2 separate regions of the Ovis aries genome follow, and region 1 is linked to region 2. Evidence: chromatin contacts called from public Hi-C data. All regions are on one chromosome and are shown on one strand. The core of a region is the stretch at or near the end of the contact, and the rest is flanking DNA. Distances in the headings are between cores, read along the strand shown. Region 1 has its middle 49 kb from the start of DDX3X. Region 2 holds the start of DDX3X (DEAD-box helicase 3 X-linked).

Region 1 (3,302 bases), core at 548-3,047, 49 kb before region 2:
TGGTGTGTAGAATGCTACTATCTATATAGGGCTCCCCAAAGATATACAATCAAACCTGTTGGTAAATGCACAAGATATTTTGGGGATATACCCGAGAAACCAGTCCCAAGAACACTTTGGGGAGTGGACTGTGTGACTAGGGGAGAGAGGAAAGAGGAAGGCTGTTCCCAGGTCACCTTGGTTCTCTTGTGTGTGTTACGTGTTCAGAAAAAAATACAAATGGAAGAACAAAATGAGCTCTGCCCTTTGGCGTACTTGAAGAGAATGAAACGGTTTCATTTATTCGTTTTGCTTTCCTCCTTCAAAGGAGGAAAGGGAAACTAGTAGGAGCAATGGAAGGAGAGACTTCCCCTCTCTTCAACTGCCTCTTTCTACTTGGTATGAATGGTACTGAGAGAGGCAGGCCCCTGGGGGAGAAAGCAGTTACTTGCCTAGCATGGTGGCCAGTGAGCTCAGCATCTAGCATAACACCTTCACACAGAATGGAAGGCTATATTTCTTGTTGGTCTTTTTGTTCTTTTTAAAGTGATTTTATTTACTTTTGGCTGTGTGGGCTTTCTCTAGTTGTGGCTGGAGGCGGGGGGCTATTCTCTAGTCGCGGTGCATGGGCTGCTCATCGTGGTGGCTTCCCTTGTTGCGGAGCCAGAGGGCGTCGGTAGTTGCATGATGTGGGCTCCGTAGTTGCAGTTCCTAGGCTCCAGAGCACAGGCTCAGTATTGAGGTGCTTAGTTGCCCTGCAGCATGTGGGATCTTCCCAGACCAGGGATCGAACCCATGTCCCCTGCATTGGCAGGCGGATTCGTAACCACTGGAGCACCAGGAATGTCCTATTTGTTTGTCTTTGGCCATGCGTTTTAGTTCCCCAACCAGGGATCGAGCCCATGTTCCCTGCAATGGAAGTGTTGAGTCTTAACCACTGGTCCACCATGGCATTCCAGGGTATGTTTGTTTTTATTTTCTCCCTCCCTTCCCCCATCAACTATGTGTTTCATCTCTGAATCCTCAGCTTCAAGCAATATACTGGCACACACTTTGTGCTCTAAAACTGTTTACTGAATGCATGCATGCATGAATGAATGAATGAACAAGCTTGGAGTGTATGTTACTGAGTACTAAGGGAGAAGACTGATTTTTGAGGTGCTAGGATCAAACTACAGTGGCTTTGAGTGCCAGAATGAGTTGTCTACTTGAATCATTTGAGGGAACAGCTTTCACACTTAAAAATTGGCAGAAAACACAGGCGTTTGAAATCAGAAAAATCTCAAAACCACTTGGCAAACGAGGCTGTGCCATATCCATGTTGTGGCACGAGGATGAATATTATTGCTTGAAAAACGGCTGTCATTTCTGTAATTTCTTGAAGTACCCCAGAGCCTCAGAAAATGATATTCCCACTCTTCCCTTCTCAACCAGGGCTTTGAAAAGCTATCCACAAGTGGATAGGACCCTGTGCTTCCAATGCAGGGGGCCCCCTAGCCCACATGCCTCGGGGTGAGGTGGGGGAGCCTCGGCAGGAAAAATGAAAGCCATCTCCAAACTTCCCTCTCAGTCCAAATAAAGATGCTCTTTTGGTTTCCTTTTTCAGTTGAACTGCTATGGAAAGTAACAACCGTGCCACAACTGAAATGACCCCAGACAGGAAGAACAAGAAGGGGCAAGTTATGTGGAAATCAGCGGTTGTATGCACAACCACTGCCATCCTCCGGAAATTGCCCAACATGCCCTCCTGGGCCAGGTCAGAGATGAACCAAGCAGGCCTGGCCACGGAAGTGACCTGCCCACCTGCCCTTGGGCACTCCCACGGCCTCTGCCATGCTGGCACCTAGATGGGGCCACCCTGCCCTGGTTGCCATGGTAGTGGATGGGAACTGAGTTGCTCCCATGTCCTCTGGCCCCAAGCCAGGACCAGGCTCCCTGCTGACAGGGAGCACTCCCTGGGGCTCTCGCCCGGCCCTGACTCACCTGTCCTGGCACCGATAGGTGTGGCCTGAGCAGAGACTCTACCAGTAAGGACCTGGGTGGCCTCCAGAAAATGAGCACCTGCTTTCCTGTCAGCCTGGGATCCAGCCAGAGTGTTCCAGGACCCTCAGAAAAGTACACTCAAAGGGCTGGACATCTTAATCTGCCTACCGTAAAATGTAAGGCAAGCATCAATATCAGAAGGATAGATAAGAGGAACACAATTCTTTTCACAGGGATTAGCCTGACTTGGCCACCCAGTACAGACGGGGCAGCCCAGGTACTTCTGGTATTGAAGCCCTGGCCTGCCCTGGCCTTTTTTTTTTTTTTTTTTGGCTGCACGGCATGCTGGATCTTCATTCCCTGACCAGGGATCAAACCAGAGCCCCCTGCACTGGAAGGTGGATTCTTAACCACTGGACCATCAGGGGAGTTCAATGAGATAGTTACTATTATTTGAAATTTACTGTTGGGAAGATTAAAGCACAGAGAGGTCATGTGACCTGCCTAAGTCACATAGCCAATAGCAGCAGAGCTAGGATTTAAACCAGGTTCTGGCCTCACTCAGGAAATAGCCATGTGTCTACAATTGTATAGACTTCCCTCTGACTGTTTTTATTCATTCTCCATTAGCCAAGCTCATGCTAAATTCCCCTTGAAACTCTGACTTTGCTCTTTCCTCTCCAGTCCCCGATCCAGCCCCAGGCCTAGACCCCCACCACTTCATTTCTTGATTCCTGCCCCAGCTTCTCAGTTGGCCTTTTACTGCCAGTCCTTGCTTAAAGTACACTTTTACACACAATCTGGGCTACACCTCCTAAAACCCTGCTTTCTTTCCATCATTATAATCATCTTTGGCTCTGCATCTTTGCCTGCAATGCATCCTGTATTCAGGGAGAAGCTCAGCCCACACCCACATGTCAGTCTGCACAGACCCCCAACCAGCACGTGCCATGCACATTCTCAGGCCCCATTTCCCAGCAGAACACATTCTTCTGTCTGCATAATCCTGTCTCTCCTCCAAGGCTCAGCTTACTTCCCTCACCCTCCACCCCCCTACAGGCCACCCTGGCCCACAACTGTCCTCCCTCTCCACAACTGTGCTGTTTTCTAAGACCACACAGTCTGATCCTGAATTGTCCCCTAGGAAACCCTTATGTTTCCCCAGTGTGACATGGGTGATGTTGAAACAGGAGGGGAGGGTGCAGGGCACAACCTTTAGAAGAATGGCATAGCCTTTGAGGATACACAAAAACTGGTCAGGCCCAAGAAGGCAGAAAAGTAGGTTTCCAGTGGACCTTGAGCCTTATTATACTCTCATCGTTGGAGAAGGAAATGGCAAC
Region 2 (2,995 bases), core at 467-2,966:
AAATAGGTGCCGGCACCACCTATATGTTCAATTTAAAAACTGGGGACCGGCCATGTTCTTGATCAGATTTTTTTTTATGTCTCTGCTCCATTTAACACGGAACATGTCAGCATTTGGAAGCTTTATTCCGATTCATTAATGGAAAAAATGCTCTCCCCCAAACAGATAGCCGAGTTCCTATAAAACACTATACACGACTGAAAATCTATTAACAATTCATTTGTGTCACTCAAGTTCGTTTCAGAATTCTGGAGCTCGCGATAAGCAGAAGTTTACTTAAAAGCAACAAAACATCGATTGAAGAGCTTCTCTGAAGCGTGGTGCCACTGTTGCTGAGGGATGCAGACTTCTGCCATCTCCGCCCAGAACCCCTCCTCTGCGATCACGCGCCCTCCCGTCCTCTACCTCTAAACCCTTACAAGAGGGGCTCCAATTAAGACAAACCCGGGGCCCCTGACTGATTTCGAAATTTTCAGTCCACAAGCAGCAACAAGTCACCAACAAAATTCCTTATTTCTTCCCAAGCCACATTCCTGGCGTTTTTTCCCAGGCCGAGCCCCGCACCAAACGTCCCCAACCTGAGGACACTGGTACACTCCGTGGTACCTCCCAAAACGACGCGTGGCTCGGAAGAAAACCTCCACACTCACTATTGCGACCACGTGAGGCGGAGCCGGCCGTGCCGGGTCGCTAACCTCCTCGCCGCGTTCCACCTCGATCTCCAGAGCCCGGCGCCACCGCGCACGCAGCGGCCCATTCCTCCCTCCTCTCCATCCCTCCCCCCCCCCACTCCTCCTCGAATCTTCTGCGTCACAAAACTTTCCACTCCGGAAACGCGGCCTCGCGGGCCACGGACCCGAGGCTGCGGAAACCGGGCTGGAACGAAAAAAAAGCCCCGGGGAAGGAAGCCCAGGAAGAACAAGATGCCCATCCATCCCTGTTTCCGGGCCCTCGGCGGCCCGTCTTCCCCCGTTCGGGGGGCGCAGCGCCGCCCAGCCACCCGACACCACACAAAGGAGGCCGCCGCCATTACCCCGAGCGAAGGCCACCCCCCGCACCGCCCCCTCCCACATTCCAGGGCCGCTTTCCACCGCCCGCTCACACGCGCGTGCACACACAGACACGCCAACGCCGCCTGGGTCTCCGACAAGAATCCGAGCCGCGCACGCCCGAACTCTCAGGGCCATAAAGGTCCCCTTTCGCGAACCTCCGCGCCGCGCCCCTCCCCCCCCCGCAACACCCATGGGTCACAAGTCAAGTCGAGGTTCGCGCGTGCGCGCCTCCGCGAGAACGCGCGCCCCCTCCCCCTCCGCCCGCCTGCGCACGCACACACAAAAGCCGCCATTGTGCTCTGCCCGGGGACAATACCGCCGGCCAAGCTGGGGCCCCTGCGACAGCCACAATCAGCATTCCGGTCACCTTCCCGTTCCCCCACAGCCCCGGGACACTGACACTCGCTAGCCTGAGGGACCCAGAAAATGGGAACTGAGGGTACCAGGTAGCACTGCGCCACAAACCAGGTTAGATCGGGGGAGGGATTCCTGCAGCAACAATCCCGGTAGGCTCCTTGCGGCTCACCTGCTGGTCCAGCCCGAGCGCATTTTCCACCGCCACATGACTCATCCCTGAAGAGTACCGAGAACTCGGAGTCTTCCGCTGCTGAGCTAATGTGTTGGGTTCACCGCGAAGGTCCTCTCACGGGAGAACTGCGGCTCTGAAATGCACGGCGCGGCCACGGATCTAATATACCCGCTCAAGTGACTGCTACGTCAGCACGTACGACGTGTGCCCTCCCTCTCACACCCGCACTCCTCCCGCCGCTACGACTTTTGCCTAGCTACTGCGCGCTCGTTTAGTCCTAACCTCGCGGGATTTCCTAGTCGGTGGCGTCTGCGCCTCGTCGTCCTACCTTGGCACTCAGCGCTAAATGCTGTCCTAGATCGCTTGAGTGCCACTTCCCCTGTCCTCCGCTATTACCTTTTCTCAGGACTGGGAGGTCTCGAGATCTCGCGAGACCTCATCCCCTCCCGTTTTCCGCCAGCTGTGAGACCTTAAAATATAATCTAGACCTTTTTCCCCTTTTTTTCCCAACCTCCTCAGTTTTCACTGTTCCTTTCTTTCTAGGGAGCACTCTTTCCTTCTCTCTCCGTCCCCTAGACTTTGAAAGGTTGTGCGATTTCTCCAAACTAATCAGCCCATGTATTTTCCCGGGCAGAAGCCCCGAAATCCAAGTTTGGCAATGAGGGGCCCGAAGCCCAGGGGACAGCGGGTCACGTGACCGCAGGTGCCAAATGCGGAGGCCATTTTGTGGAGCAGGAAACCGTGGTTTTAAATAGAGTGCTCGGAATCGGGGGGAGGAGGGGAAAGAGGGAGGGAGGAGACGGGAAGAGGAGAAGGGGGGAGGGGGAAAAGAGAGGAAGGAGGAGGGAAGAGGGCGTGATGGTGATGGGGCGTGGGGGGGAGGGAGAAGTGGAGGGGCGCTGGCGGCGCGCGCGGGTGGTGGGACACTAGTTGCCTAGGCAGCGGGTGCGCCGCCTAGGAATGCCATAGCCCCTTGGTTCCCACACACACCTCCGACTCCCCCACCAAGAGAGCGCGCTCTAGCGCGCGCGTCCCCGCTCCCCGCAGTTAAGAAACAATGAGACAATCGGGCTGAACACGAGCGGGAGGTAGCGCACCCTCTTGGGACCCCCGCCCTTCGCCGGCACCACAGCTCCGTTAGGCCGCAGGTTTCCTATTGTGGGGCGTCCAGCGGCTCAGGGCCGATGGCCACCACCGGCGCGGTGCTGCTTCCCTCAAAGCCAGAGGACTCGGGATGGAGAGCCGTTCTCCTAGGGAGTCGGAGGCGTTTGTGGTTGGGCGCAATCTGGGCCTGCCGAAGAAAGTCTACCGCATCATCGGCCTGGGTTCAGGGTGACCCCGGGCCACTGCGGTGAATGGGGAATTGCCGGAATGGGTCGGAGGCACCCCTTATGCTCCCCCCTCCTAAGCAGGC

Evidence for each region. A called contact is a pair of places that touch in the nucleus more often than the background predicts.
Region 1: a contact with region 2 is called in a Hi-C map of liver, with 2.1 times the contacts expected there. The contact joins the enhancer-like site here to the promoter of DDX3X in region 2. A contact is called at or near these places in 4 of 16 Hi-C or Micro-C datasets (blood, liver, omental adipose tissue and 1 more).

Annotation. Positions count from the first base shown.
Region 1 is chrX:40,611,121-40,614,422 of ARS-UI_Ramb_v3.0, reverse strand. No RefSeq gene overlaps it. Among named protein-coding and RNA genes, the nearest start is that of DDX3X, 49 kb to the right of the region's middle. Within about 2 kb of position 1,797, at least 14 of the 54 cell types and tissues checked have an H3K27ac peak or open chromatin away from gene starts, as enhancers often do. A contact at or near this core is called in liver, where this site is marked.
Region 2 is chrX:40,562,400-40,565,394 of ARS-UI_Ramb_v3.0, reverse strand. DDX3X (DEAD-box helicase 3 X-linked) reads right to left here and starts at 1,716. Exons shown (of 17, transcript XM_060407509.1): 1 at 1,579-1,716. The coding sequence starts at 1,623.